Regions from separate parts of the Mus musculus genome. Here regions 1, 2, 4 and 5 are each linked to region 3. The links are chromatin contacts, called in public Hi-C, HiChIP or PLAC-seq and promoter capture Hi-C maps. All regions are on one chromosome and are shown on one strand. The core of a region is the stretch at or near the end of the contact, and the rest is flanking DNA. Distances in the headings are between cores, read along the strand shown. Region 1 overlaps Ssh2 (slingshot protein phosphatase 2). Region 2 holds the start of Sez6 (seizure related gene 6). Region 3 holds the start of Taok1 (TAO kinase 1). Region 4 holds the start of Dhrs13os (dehydrogenase/reductase (SDR family) member 13, opposite strand). Region 5 overlaps Efcab5 (EF-hand calcium binding domain 5).

The links. Promoter capture Hi-C pulls out the DNA fragments that hold promoters and counts their contacts. Hi-C and Micro-C count contacts between places; a contact is called where the count stands out from the background. HiChIP or PLAC-seq counts read pairs in DNA pulled down with a chosen protein or histone mark.
Region 1: a contact with region 3 is called in a Hi-C map of the HPC-7 cell line, with 3 times the contacts expected there. The contact joins the enhancer-like site here to the promoter of Taok1 in region 3. A contact is called at or near these places in 3 of 39 promoter capture datasets (the 3T3-L1 cell line, 3T3-L1-derived adipocytes and liver), 2 of 484 Hi-C or Micro-C datasets (the HPC-7 cell line and pro-B cells) and 4 of 115 datasets of contacts at active chromatin or transcription factors (the 230-238 cell line, embryonic limb bud, large pre-B cells and 1 more).
Region 2: a contact with region 3 is called in a promoter capture Hi-C map of embryonic stem cells. The contact joins the promoter of Sez6 here to the promoter of Taok1 in region 3. A contact is called at or near these places in 2 of 39 promoter capture datasets (embryonic stem cells and liver).
Region 4: a contact with region 3 is called in a Hi-C map of Th1 cells, with 4 times the contacts expected there. The contact joins the promoter of Dhrs13os here to the promoter of Taok1 in region 3. A contact is called at or near these places in 1 of 39 promoter capture datasets (liver) and 1 of 484 Hi-C or Micro-C datasets (Th1 cells).
Region 5: a contact with region 3 is called in an H3K4me3 HiChIP or PLAC-seq map of pro-B cells, with 6 times the contacts expected there. The contact joins the enhancer-like site here to the promoter of Taok1 in region 3. A contact is called at or near these places in 1 of 39 promoter capture datasets (pre-B cells), 1 of 15 datasets of contacts at CTCF or cohesin (large pre-B cells), 10 of 115 datasets of contacts at active chromatin or transcription factors (the 230-238 cell line, the NIH/3T3 cell line, embryonic forebrain and 6 more) and 1 of 9 other capture datasets (embryonic stem cells).

What each region holds. Positions count from the first base shown.
Region 1 is chr11:77,316,612-77,319,311 of GRCm38.p6, forward strand. The region is part of intron 1 of Ssh2 (slingshot protein phosphatase 2); the gene reads left to right. Among named protein-coding and RNA genes, the nearest start is that of Gm24989, 73 kb to the left of the region's middle. Within about 2 kb of position 1,275, at least 28 of the 459 cell types and tissues checked have an H3K27ac peak or open chromatin away from gene starts, as enhancers often do. A contact at or near this core is called in the HPC-7 cell line, where this site is marked.
Region 2 is chr11:77,929,589-77,932,288 of GRCm38.p6, forward strand. Sez6 (seizure related gene 6) reads left to right here and starts at 1,251. Exons shown (of 17, transcript NM_021286.4): 1 at 1,251-1,526. The coding sequence starts at 1,472.
Region 3 is chr11:77,606,322-77,609,138 of GRCm38.p6, forward strand. Taok1 (TAO kinase 1) reads right to left here and starts at 1,494. Exons shown (of 21, transcript NM_001364134.1): 1 at 887-1,494.
Region 4 is chr11:78,031,323-78,034,047 of GRCm38.p6, forward strand. Dhrs13os (dehydrogenase/reductase (SDR family) member 13, opposite strand) reads right to left here and starts at 1,343. Exons shown (of 2, transcript NR_152257.1): 1 at 835-1,343; 2 at 1-609. It overlaps Dhrs13 (dehydrogenase/reductase (SDR family) member 13), which reads left to right and starts at 991. Exons shown (of 5, transcript NM_183286.2): 1 at 991-1,176; 2 at 1,263-1,381; 3 at 2,691-2,725. The coding sequence starts at 1,050.
Region 5 is chr11:77,098,899-77,101,598 of GRCm38.p6, forward strand. All of the region lies in intron 17 of Efcab5 (EF-hand calcium binding domain 5), which reads right to left. Among named protein-coding and RNA genes, the nearest start is that of Nsrp1, 22 kb to the left of the region's middle. Within about 2 kb of position 1,438, at least 27 of the 459 cell types and tissues checked have an H3K27ac peak or open chromatin away from gene starts, as enhancers often do. A contact at or near this core is called in the 230-238 cell line and pro-B cells, where this site is marked.

The DNA.
Region 1 (2,700 bases), core at 25-2,524, 290 kb before region 3:
GCGTTGTACTAGTTTATATTTTGTAGTAATTTAAGGAAAATATTTAGGCTAAACAGATTTCAGCAGTTAGGAGTAAGTACTGCTTTTGCAGAAGACCTGAGTTTGATTCTCAACTCCCACATCTGGCAGCTCACAACCATCTGTTAACTGCAGAGCATTAACACATTCTTCTAGCCTTCATGAGGACCTGCACTTGGATCTCACAAATAATCTAAAAAACAAAATGCTTCATAAATAGCGGGTAACTCACAAAAATTTCCTGTTGCTTCAACTGATAGGCAAGAAAGCTTTATTTAGGTTTTCTTTTAATCCTGTCATAATAGGAGTAAGATATGACTTTGACTTCATTTGCAATTGTTGCATACTTTAACTTATTTTTACTTTACTAGATGTTATATTTTTATAAAGTATGAATAGGTTGAATTTTTGGTCTGGCTCCTGATTCCAGCCAGTATCAACATTCTTTCTTGGTGTTCTGTCCTGTTCCTTGTGCCCACATGTTCAGCTAGCTAGTCACCAGAATTGGAAGAGGTGCTTGAAGATGACTGCAGATTCTTTGCTGCTGCTTCCCCAGAAGAGGAATCTAGTTCCTCTCCTGGAATCTGGGTTGTCCTTTAATGCATCAAGAGAGTGTAACATAGTGGCATTACACTATTGCCAGCTCCAAGCCTAGCATCCTTTTAGAGCCCTGGGCTGCTATGCAAGAAGCCAACCCTGAAACTACTCTCCTTTGAGGGGGCCCAAGCCATATTAGAGCTCACATTAGGCACTGCAATGTACCTTCAGTTTTACAGCCATCCAGGTCAAAACAACAGTTGTGAGACTGAAGCTGCTTGGATCTTCATGTATTCGCTGTACAACAGCACTGAGTGAATAATAAGTATTGAGTGAACACCCAGCTAAGTGCTCCTGGGATTCATTTGTTACAAACCAATTAATAATCTATGCAACTGGTTTCACCTCCATTTTCTTTGCTCCTAGGAAATAGGCTAAGCTTTCTCTTAACAAGTAATCCAAACACTAGGAATGGTACCTGTATTAAGCAGAGTTTTCTAGAGATACAGAACCAACCGAATTCACACACACACACAAAGCATGTTCATAGACGTATATTCTCTGGTGCAACACAGCACACAGGACCAAGTTCTCAAAACAGTAGATGGGACGTGTTAGCAGTTCCAATCTAGTGCAGAAAGCCTGAGAGCTCCCTGGAGAGCCACTGGTCTATAAGGAATGACTGAAGACAATGGAGTTTGTTGTCAGTAGATGGCAGCAAATATAGATGAATCATTCAAATAGAAATGAGCCGGGGCAAGCATTTGCTGCTTTCCTCTGGCTTCTTCCTTTTTCAACTGGGATGCCATTTGGGAGGGACCGTCCACACTTAAGAGTGGATCTCCCCACTCCCTACTTGCTCTCACATGTTAGTCCTCTCTGTACACATCTCCACATTCACTCAGATGCCTTTCACCAGTTCTAGACACCTTTAAATCCAGCCATGGTGACAACCAGTAGAGTTGTCACAGTGCCTTTACATCCTCCTGCTTCCACAGACCAGAAGCACAGCACTATCTTTAGTTCCAAAGTGCACACTTCCTCTTAAAAGGCCACTATTGATTTTTTTCCTGACACCCCCTAGCCCCCCCCCATTATTAGTTTATTGCCAAGGGCAGAGAAAACTGATAAATTATATCTACCATATCTAGTTAATGGATAATCCAGTTTCCTGGCTATAGAGCTGTCATGGTAGGATACCTAGCATTGTGGAACCATAACAGTAAGACTACTTGATAGCTTTAACCCCCAATTCTACCTTTGTTCCAGCAATGCACAACTACTCAATGCTCCTCAAATGTGAAACTTGTTTCCACTTATTCTTGTAAAAGTAACTTTTATTCTCCTATAGTAATTGTCATCTCTTATTTTTACTGCCTTTTTCTGCTAACCTAGGCCTAGTCCTAGAAGCCTCTAGCCTCTATAGAATCTTATCTAAGCCTAGAATGTTGTCACTGCTAAATAAGCTCACCCTTTCTAGGTCTTTCTGAACTCTGGCTGGCTAGTCAACTCAGCTGTTCCTGGCTCAAAACTTGGCTTTACATTAATTGATTCAATCTGGCTTCTCTCAGCTTCTCCTAAATTGCTCTGTTTTGTATAATACAAACTTTGGCAGTATATTCTGATCTTTTGGCTCCTTATTCTCTGGTTTGTTCTGTCTTCACCTGTGTCTACCATGTTCCCTCTCTGAAACCTCTCTTTATAACTGTCCTGGTAAAACTGCCTCCTTTCTACTTCCTCTCTCTCTGCACTGCACACTTAAGTAGCTTCCCTTTCCTCTCTCCTTTGAGAGTTGGGCAGATCCTATTCTGTCAAATATTTCTCTGATTCATCACTTTGTTTGCCACCAATTAGATATCACTTTCAAACATGGGTGCTTCTTTCTACAAACTAAATTTATCTTCATTGTTTGGGATTCAGGGTAAGTCTGTATTCCTGCCAGACAAATTAAAGTTGTGTGCTAATGCTGAGCCATATCATGACTAGAAACAGGTCTTTTTTTTTTTTTTTTCCTTCAGTAAATAACACAATCTTGAGATACACAGTGTGATCAGATAGCCTGTAACATTTTCGGTTCTTTGTGCCTCTGCCTGAAATAAGTCTGCTTTTACTACTTGACAAAACTTTCTAGTTCAAGCCCAACGT
Region 2 (2,700 bases), core at 1-2,500, 320 kb after region 3:
CGAAAGACTCTCCTAGGAATGAAACTTAGGGCAGAAGTCACTTGCTTCCAGGATGAGATGGGGGAAGTGCTGTGGACAAATTGTTGGGGTTTGACCCACGTTCACATGGAAAGAACTCAACATTAAGCTGCCCTTTGAGGGCCTCCTTCTTCCTCTACAGATATTAACATCAGCCACGTGGTTGTGTCCTGTTGAGTCCACTGAAATTCAGTAACAAGCCTAACCATGTCCCTTGGGTCTGAATAATAGCCTCTAGTTCTGCACAGCTATGGCTAGCCTGTTATTGGCCCATGGCTTACTGGGGTTCCTCAGGTCACAAAGTCATGGGATCTTATTTTTCTGTGCTATTGACTATTCCAACTACTCTGGGGTTACTGCCCCTTCTTCAAGTTTTCCTCCATCTGAAACAATCAGCTACACCTGGTGGGTTGAAGGTGTAGCTCAGTGGTAGAGCCCCTCCCTATCTATCAAGTATGGAATCATGTGCCAGGTCCTGGTAAAAAAAAAAATGAAAATTTAAAACTAAAACAGTCATAAAGACCCCTGATATTCATGCTTATCCCATTTTCTTCGTCAGTTCCAAGACCGAAGCTGGTATTGGCATAAAAGATCTGTGTTCCTGTGGCTATTCTTGTTCTACAGAGGAAATAGAGGAAGCAAGGTCTGGAACCCCATGGCTACATGGGGACCCAGGGTGCTGCCTTCAGCACCCCACAGCTTGACCCAGGTTGCCCCCTACCAAGTGGAGAATGTCTCCCCAGGACACAAGTGCCACTGGCTTTTAACTATAATATCAGGATAATTAAGCTTTTCTGTGAGCACAGTTTGCTGCTGATGCAGCTGCCTGGAGCCCTGGCATTTATTGAGCGCAAAGTAATAATTTATTGTCCTTTGTACGTTCAAAAGCCGTCTTCATTATCGGCCCAGGATGGAGCTGCCACAAGGGCAGGCGGGCCTCACCAGCTGCCTCACTGATGTGCATCTTTCCAGATCACCCTTGTAGCTGTCAGGTACCAAGGTGGGGTGGAGAGAGAGGTGAGGAGGGGGTGTTCTCTTTAATGGAGAATCCGATTAGAACCTGACACCTTGGTAAGCTACAAACCCGGGAGAGGGTGGCAAGCTTGGCTGGGCGTGGGCAGCTCGGGAAGGCGGGGGCTGTGTGCCACATTAGCAGGGCAGTCCTTTCCCCAGGGCTCGAAAGCCTGTTCTCTTGCCGCTGGGTCTTCTGCGCCTTTGCTTGAGACTTTACGGTAAGCCGCTCCTCCTGCGCCCCCGCCCCCAGCCCCGCGCGGCGATCCCGGGCGCCGACGCCAGGCGCTGGCCGTGGTGCTGATTCTGTCAGGCGCTGGCGGCGGCGGCGGCGGCCCCGCTGCTCTCCCCGGGACCGGCTCTGCCCCCCGCGCCCACGCCTCTCCCAGTCCCCAGTTCCCCTACCGCGGCCCCGACCCGGGGCGCGGCCGCAAGCAGCACCATGCGCCCAGCAGCCCTGCTGCTCCTGCCCTCGCTGCTGGCGCTCCTGGCTCACGGTAAGGGACCCGGGCGTCCGGCCACAGGACGGGGGCGGGCGCGGACTCCCAGGGGTAGGAAAGCAAGACCATCCCGGCGCCTTGCTCCGTGCGTCCTGTTGTTCCTCCCAAGCACCACGTCCCGCCGGCTGCGCTGTCCCCGGCGCCGACCCAGCCGGGCGGGGCGCGGGCTCTACGGGCGGGAAGCCGCCGCGGCTCCCGCCATTCGCGCCCGGCCGAGACCTCGCCTTTAATCATCTCCCCGGATCTAATGGGATTTCTCTGCTGCAATTCATCACGCCACCCCCTCCCCGCACACACGCGCTCTCCCGCGCGCTCCCTCGCTCCACTCCAGGCGTCTAGGGGCGCCCGGGCGCGTTGCGGGGGGGGCGGCAGGTCGCGGGTGCAGAGTCCGGACAGCCCAGCTACCAGCCCGCCGTTCTGCCTACCCCGCTGGTCTCCAAACTTCGCTCGACTTTGCCGCTTATTCTGGGTCCCTCGTATCCTCACTGCAGAGGAACTGGGTCGGGTGGTGGCCGGACCCGGGACTGGGACATCTCTCACCTACCTCTGCCTTGACGCTGTCAAGTCAGGATTGGAACCTAGAACACAATTCTGGGGAAACATATCCGGGGACCCTGAGAGCCCACTGCCCAGCCCCTCGCTCTTCTCTGGGTTGCAGCAACTGAGGTCCTGGGACTGGCTGCCCTCCCTGAAATTCTTTTCTTGCACACAGACACACACATGCACACACGCACATGCACGGAGCGCTGCTTCTCTTCGGCTCTGCCTTCCTGCCGGGTTCTATCGACCTCGGAGCCGCAGACTAGTTAGCGGAACTCACCGTTTGTCCCAGCCCCGGACGCCGAGTCAAGTCCTAACTTCATTGATCTCGGTCAAGAAACGCTTGGCCTCGGAGTTAGCACCAAGGGAGTTTGGAGGAAAGATGAATGGGAAGCAGGAAGGGTCTGAAGCAAGTGGTCTCGGGAGTCTTCAAATGCTTAGGTCATTCTCCGCTTTTACTAATCGCCTGCTGGGGTCCGCGAAACTGCACTTTTGACTTGGGACTCAAAGTCCCTCGCCATATGGTTATGGTTCCTAGCGTCTGCTGTCAAGGAGGGAGGGAGGGAGATTTGTAACCTTCGGGCTCCATCCTCGAAGGCCGGAGAGTTTGGAGGTCAGAACAGCCAGACCA
Region 3 (2,817 bases), core at 244-2,743:
TGCAAAATATTATTAACCTTAAAAAGTCACAGCCCGAGGCAAACGTCTGATTATATGAGTTTCAATGTAATAATTTCTAATAATTCTCAAAGAACTACAAAAGCCAAAGGGGACCCTTTAACAGTTCATCCAGGAATTCTCCCCTCTCTCAAAACAGAGTAAGAGAGACATCAAAACTGTTCTAACACGAGGCCATATCCCAACAGTAACAAGAGCGGACATACTTCCCATGGACATATCTCAGGGGAATATCCGAACAGTACTGTCATCGATTTAAAAAGCAAAGGGAAAAAAAAACTAAGCTCTCCAAGGGAAGCGCCATTGCTCCAGCCCCCCACCCCCACTTCTGTGTATGCATGGGTATGTGTACGAAGAAACTGACTTGTACTCCTGCAGCACTGCAGTAGACTAGAAGATGGGGGGGGGGGATGCTTCCATCACCCCTTACATTAGAAAGGTACAGACTTCCTTGGGGAGGAGTGGAAATCATCCAGTTGGCTGTCCAGAGCATTCTCCATTCCCAAGAATACAGACGCTACAAAGGAGGAGGAGCGGGAGCAGAGACCAGAAAGGGACCTCGCGCCTTTAAATCGGGGTGCACGTCAACTCAAATCTCCCTAACTAGAGCCACACCTTCTTAGAAACATCCCCTTCCACCACCTCTTCCGGTGACCCTTAGGAAAAAGGAATGCAATTGCTCTGGCCCCTCAAAACAGGAGGGCGCCCAGCTCACCAGTTTCTTCACCCCACCCACAGATTCACAGACCCTCCCTGTCTCCCTCCCCCACTCTATCCCCGATCTCTTCTTTCACCCGGAGAGGCCTGAGTGGGCACAATCTCCCCGCCCCCTCCATGTCTTCCTTTCCCAAAGCAGAGGTGCCCTTACCCCTTCGCCGGCAGGTCTGGGGCAGAGCAGACGGGCGCAGACCCCTGGAGCGCTCCGGTGGCCGCAGCGCTGGAGAGCGAGGAGTGAGGAGGAGGGGGCCCGGCGACAGACCGCCGCCCCCCCCCCAGCCACCCAGCCCAGGCTCTACGACAAGGGGCCGGGGGGAGGGAGGGGGGGACGAGGGGACGACCGGGGTCGAGGAGGCGCCCTTAACGCTCCGGCTCAGTTAAGATGGCGCGGGGGAAGTGCCGGGAGTCGCCGCCGCCGCCGCCTCGGGGGAACCGGACCGGGGCCTCGGCCGCCTCCGGTCCTCCCAGCCGAGGCCCTGTCGGTCCCCCGCCGCGGCCCCTTGGCGGGCGGGCCCACGCGCACCCCTCCGCCACCACTACCACCCCTGGGAAGGGGGCGCTCACAAAGAGAAGAGAGGCCGCGGGCCGTCGGGCCGCGGGGCGGGGTCCCCGGGGGCCGAGAGGCCTGGGAGGTTCGCGACTGCTCCGCGCTCTCAGCCCGCGAAGGGCGCAAGGCGAGTGGGACCCCTCCTCTCTCCTCAAGCGGGCGGCGGCACCGGCTCACTCTCTTCGCCACCCTCCCTCTCTCCTTCCAAGCCCTGAAGCCACAGAGCTCGGCCGCTGCCCAGGTTCTCTCCCCCCCCCCTTCCCGACACCACTCCCCTCCTCCCGACAGACATCTCAGCCTCAGATCTCGCGAGAGTTCTTGCCTGACAGGCCCGACCCTGCGCGAGACAGGACAGTATGCGCGCGCGGGCGCGGGCGCGCGGGCGTCCTCTCGGGAGTGCGCGAATACTTAAAGCTGGGCGGAGTGGCCCGAGTGGCCCGAGTGGCCCGGAGTGCTAGGCTTGGTCCAGTCCCACCCTCAGCTCGCCTTCGCTACGCGGGCGTCAGGTGCGTGCTAGTCAGTCCCGGAAATCCTGGGGAGAAGAGCTCCGCGCAGTCCTTCCCTCTTCCCACCTCCAGAACAGCAGCCTCCCACTAATACTGCCAAACTGAAACTTTGCTCCAAAGTGGAGAACATCTCATTCCTACACACACCTTAGTTGGACTCCTCGTGGGACTCAGGGATAAACTTCGCAGCATAATCACTATGTACCTGCGTTTGTGCGGTACTGATGGTTAGTTTGGGAACGGCAGTTAAAGACTTTCATATAAGCCATATTTGTGATGGAAGAAAAAGAACTTCAAAGGGCTTTGTAGACTTAGAGTAAAAGATCTTTTTCAGTATAAAAGAAGCAAGTTGGCCAGTAATCAGGAAGCAGAGGCAGGTAGATCCGAGTTCTAGGCCAGCCTGGTCTACCTAGTACATTCTGGGTTAGTCAGGGTTACACAGTGAAACCCAGTCTAAAAGCAACAAAGTAAAGTAGTCTATGTAGGAAAGAGGTAAATCTTAGCGTGGGTTTAGAAACAGTTTTTTAAAACACATACACACACACCATCTTCAGTCACCCCCGATCTAGTCTAGGACTTTAGCTAGAACAGACTGTAATTGTTATTGAGGATCTAACAAGTGACCTGGTAGTGATGGGTCACACCTGTATTCTGTAATCCCACCCAACACAAGAGGCTGAGGCAGGAAATCATGAGCCTGAGTTAGATAGAGGCCAGCTTGAGCTATACTTTAACAACCTCTCTAGATATTGACAGAGAGAGAGCAAGAGCGCAAGAGGGGGTTCAGAAATTAAGAGCAAGTTCTGCTTGGTCTTGCAGAGGACAGTTTTCCAGCACCCGTGTAAGACAACTCAAAACCAACACACACACACACACACACACGTTAATTAAAATCTTTTTAAAAAACAGAAAACTCAAAGAAGAAAAAAGAAAAAAAGAAGAGAGAAAAAATGAAAAAAAAATTAAAAAAAAAAAACAAAAAGAAAAAAAAAACAAAACAACAACAACAAAAAAAAAAGCCAGAAAACT
Region 4 (2,725 bases), core at 93-2,592, 420 kb after region 3:
GTTGTATTCTTGTCCCTGCCACTCTGCTTCCACTTCAGGAAGGACTTCTTAAACCTCCAAAGGCAGAAAGGAACTACCTGTCCTTCACTGTCCTAGGCAAGGTCCTGCTTGGAATGCCCACATCCCTAGCTGTCCCTGCCCAGCTTACCCTCAGTCACTGTTTCCAGAGTAATGGAGTGTCTACCTACCTAGTCTTGCTACCTGTGAACCGTTCTAGAAACAAATTACCGCCTTTTCGAAAGCAGAGGTCATGGAGTAACAACCATGTAATACCCACTGTTTCGGAGTTTGAGGAAGGAGGATCTCAAATTTAAGGCCACCATGGGCCTAGGGAAACCACCTCCAAAATCGACAGGGAAAGGGGTGGGGTCACAAAGTTAGGAAATCACATGGTTGAATCCTGACAACCCTGTCAGTGCCAGCATAAGAAGCCTCATGCCTCTGGCCTGTAACGGGAAATGTCCTAGAAGAGCAGCGGAGGGCTGGATAATGAAAGAATGAGAAAAGAGTCGCTTCATTGAGGAAAAGGCATCCAGGACTCGACTCCAGACACACGAGCCCATTCATGTACACAGGACTCCAGACTGAGAGACTGCTACATACTCACACCTAGAGTAAACAGAGATGTTCATTCAGTCACACGCGTTGGTGGAGACTACAGATGCATGCACAGCCTGGAGGACTCCCGCGATGGGCACAGACACCTACGCAGTGCTCTCACCGCCGGCGCCCGCCCAGAATCCAGAAGCACGCCCAAAGCCTGAGCGGAGATCTCAGGGCCCTAGGCATGCACACACCCACCCGTCCCTCAGGCAGATGTTTCCGGGTACTTACCGAGCACGCGTTCCCGGGAGTTCGCAAGCCTAGAGGGCGCTCCCAGGACTCCAAGGTGTTTCTCCTAGGCACGCCGCCAGGGCACGCAGGCGCACGCCTAGGGGGCGCTCGCAGGGGCCACGCGTGCGCGCACACCCCTGCCCAGCCTGCCGCCGCCCTCGCGAGGCCGAGGCGGGAGCGACGAGGCCCGGGCGGGAATCGGGAGCACTGCCGGCATGGAGATGCTGCTGCTGGGCGCCGGGCTGCTGCTGGGCGCCTACGTGCTTGTCTACTACAACCTGGTGAAGGCCCCGTCGTGCGGCGGCATCGGCAGCCTTCGGGGCCGCACGGTCGTGGTCACTGGTGAGTGCGCGCGAGCGGGCGGCGGGGAGGCCGGGCGGGTGGCCGCGGCCCGACCGGCTGAGCTGGCTCCCACCCGCCGCCCGCAGGCGCCAATAGCGGCATCGGAAAGATGACAGCGCTGGAGCTGGCGCGCCGGGGAGCGCGCGTGGTGCTGGCCTGCCGCAGCCGGGAGCGCGGGGAAGCGGCCGCTTTCGACCTCCGTCAGGTGAGACCATAGGGGAATGCGGGAGGCGGGTGAGCCCGGGACGCGGAGGGCGGAGCAGAGCGACGGAGGAATCAAGATCTGAGAGGAGAGAGCCTCACTATCCCTTAAACAGAGAGGAAGATGCAGGGACTGCTGTGGTCTTTAATCTTGAGAGCTTTAAGAATCAGAGTTAATGAAGTCAGGTGTGGTCCCAGCACCGGGCTGCGAGCTCAAGGCCAGCCTTGGCAAAGGCGACAAAGAAGGAAGGGTTAGGATAATGAAGAGATGCAGAAAGAACAGCAGGTGCAAATGCCCTGAGACTAGAGAGTCTAATTGGAGAGACAGGGGGCGGGAGATGAAGCAAGGAATAAAAGGAATGTCCTGAAGTGGTTCTGAGCCACAGCCAGCTTCTGAAGGCCCTTCCAAATACCATCGAGTTGAAGACAGCTGAGCAGAGAAGACACTTCAGTAGGCTCTGGACCATCCTGATGGCTTTTTCAGATGAATTTCTTAGAACTGTGCGGTGTCTAGACTGCAGAGGACAGGAGTGAGAGGGTCACATACCTTTAATCCTAGCACTTGAGAGGCAGAGACAGGTAGATTTCTGTGAGTTGAAGACCAGCTTGGGCTACATCCTAAGACTCTGTCTCAAAATAAACAAGCAAACAAATAAAATAAATTTTTTTTAAAAAGGTGTGTAAGAGAAGACCACAGTCTCTTAGGAAAAGTTTGTTACAGCAGGACATGCTGGTGCACACCTGTAATTCCAGCCCTGAAGAGGCTGAGGAAGGGAGATCATGAGTTCCAAGGCAGTCTGAGCTACGTAGCAAGATGCTGTCTACAACAGGTGAAAGGCTGTAATTGATTTTTATGGTAAATGATAATAAAAACAAGGGATGTTAATGGCAAATACCTGCACGCTGCTGACTGGGTATTTAATATATATTAACTCTAGCTCAGGCAGGCCTTGAACTGGTGACAAAAGGGTAGCTAGGATAACCAATGTGTGCCACCACACCAGACATACATGTATTTTATCTGATTTAACTCTCCCAGCTTTTTTTTCCAGTAGAAAGTATTATTATTGCTGTTAATATTATTACTATCCTCTCATTTTTCAGTAAGAGAACAGAGGCCCAAAAGATATTCAGTATCACGTCTGAAGTCACACTCTAGTTAGGGGCAAAGTCAAGATTTGAATCCACACACCCATTACACGCTGATGCATAGAGGCAGGTTTTAGTCATAGGTGGGTAGACTCTCAGAAGCCTGGAAAGAGGGAGGAGAAGGGAGATACCCAGTAACAATCCTAGCCCTTGCTGCTCCACAGGAAAGTGGAAACAATGAGGTCATCTTCATGGCCTT
Region 5 (2,700 bases), core at 188-2,687, 510 kb before region 3:
TTGATCCCTCAGCCATGCATATGTGTGGCATGGACCCTAACAAAACGACCTATGTCCCAAGTTTGGAAGCTCATGTTTTTTTAAAATGAGGTATCTCATTTAAAACACACACACACACACACACACACACACACACACAAAACAAAAAACAGACAATGAATGGATCAATGTGTCTCTGGTTAAAGAGTTTCCCCCAATCTGGTGACAGAGAGAGAGGAAGTCAAACAGAACCTCCTGAGTCCCCAAAACTCCTAAATGTCTTCAAAAGGATTTTCCCCGGCAAAGTTCAAATCAAGTACGAGTGATGAAGTGAAAACGTTTTCAGACATAAAATCCTCTTCCTCAGACAACCACTACTGGAGGAGGGCACAGAGGTCAAGGGCTTGCTCAGCTAAGTGTGGGACCCTCGGTCCTAGACCCAGCACTTAAGGAAAAGCCAGGAGAAAGGTAACTGCTATTGGGTAAGGACGACCAGTGAGAGACTTTGGAGCTGTCAGTCCTGAATGGGACACTGTTATCGAACTCCTCCCCTCAAGGCTTAAGGTCTGTGTGGAAGAGGAGACAGACAGACAGACTGACTGTAAGAGCCAGAGGTGGGGGATGAAGCCAAGGAACAACGTCTTCTAGACCCGACAAGGTTGCTACACGTACGAACTCACAGAGACTGTGACACGTTCAAGCTAGACAAAATCCCAGCACAGAGAAGGGGAAGCGGACACAAAGTTCCATCCCTAACCAAGAAGCTATTTGGAGATGGTTCCTGCTGGGAAAGGGACACTCAGTTTTCCCGGGTGGGGTGTCTATCAACCACACTCCAGATCCTATGCTCTTCCCGGCATGTCCAATCTCGGAGAGAACCTGCAGATATTGCCGGTACCATCTCATGCTTCCTGAATAAGAGATTTTTTTTTTTAACATAGCCTGTTTTTTTTTTTGGGGGGGGGTTGTTTGTTTGTTTGTTTTGTTTTGTTTCGAGACAGGGTTTCTCTGTATAGCCCTGGCCGTCCTGGAACTCACCTTGTAGACCAGGCTAGCCTCGAACTCAGAAATCCGCCTGCCTCTGCCTCCTGAGTGCTGAGATTAAAGGCGTGCGCCACCACGCCTGGCGATTTTTTTTTCAAAGCTGCAGGAAGGCCACACAAACTTTGTATAATAGATTGCCCCTGCCACAAGGGTCCTCTCCTGACACAAACAGAAAGATGCACCCAAAGAATGCTTTCTCTTTTCTCAAGAATGGAACTTAGAATTTCCTGATAGAATTTTATCTAAATGAGAGGGGACTGATATATCCCGGTGACCTAATAGCTTTGTTGGTTGCTACAGAGACTGATAACACTAAAAGGTTGTTAGTTTCAAAAGGGAAACCTGCCAATTGTTGGTTTCTGGCTGCGTCCCGGTCTATAACTTGCAGTTCTGATTTCTGCCACACGAGGGCACTATCGGAAAGCAAAACGCAGTATTTCCGTGGTCAAGGATGCTGAAGGAAAGGCTAGAGTTCAAAGACTGGGCGAGTGGTGGAAATTTGCATGTGTTCTGAGCAGAGCAGGTGGCTCTAACAGGCAAATTTGAGGCAGAGTCTAAAGAGATTCCTTTGAGGCATTGTGTCCTGCCACAGGAGCCTTTAGCAGCTCCCCAGATTGGGGGATGGGCTTATTAAGGACACACACCTGCAGGGTGTAGAATGGCAAGGCCTGTCCCTTATGCTTATTCCTTATGTCAGAGGGACTGGATTGAAGATCGGTGGGTGCCTATGTCCTTGTCCAAGAAGGGGAACATCACTCAGGAACACAAGGAATCCTGGCATTAAGCTCTAGGTGGAGGGGCTGGCAAGTTGGCGGGGTCAAAGAGGAACAAGGTCACAGGGAGAATACCAATTAGACAAACTGGTCTGCTGGAGTTCATTATAGATGTTAGTTCTCCCCCAAAGGAGGAACCAGAGACTAAAGGTGGGGGTAGGGCCAGGGAGACTGAGGTTGAAGCTAGGCATCCTGGGGGACAGATACAGGCTTCTCTGAACTCCAAAGTCCTCAAATATAAAGTATATGAGAGTATACACTGGGCAGGTCTTAATGATACAGGTCTGTAACCCTAGCCACTTAGAGCCCAAGGCAGGAGGATCACAAGTTCAAGGCCTGCCTAAGCAATTGAGTGAGACTCTTTCAAAATAAAAAGTAAACAGAGCATAGGAGGTCTAGCTTGGTGGTAGAGTGCTTACCGAGCAAGTATTCAGTAACACACACACACACACACACACACACACACACACACACAGAGCAAACAGTAAACACTATCCAGTTGTTTTTATTGCTGATTGCCGATGTTACTTGTTCCCTTCAACGATCGATCCTTAGAAGTCAGATCTGTGTGGTGCCTGTGAATGTAGGCTACCATGACTGAGCTCAGAGACATGAACTGTTGCTCATATAGAATTCCAAATAGAAGTTTCAAACCGGATTCACATTACTCATGGTGCACACTAATTCTCTGGGAGCCCCAGGCACTCTTAGGCTTCTGGGAGTGCCTCACTGTCCTAGCAACATCCTGATGGCATCACCACACCACAAGCTCAGTGCTCTGCCACCCATGTCTACAGCCTGAGGGGCGAGGCTCCCATCCCTGCCATTGCTTTTATCTTTTCCTTGTCCCTGGGGTCTCTCAGTTCTGAGCTTCGCAACCTAATATATGTATCACAGAAGCCCA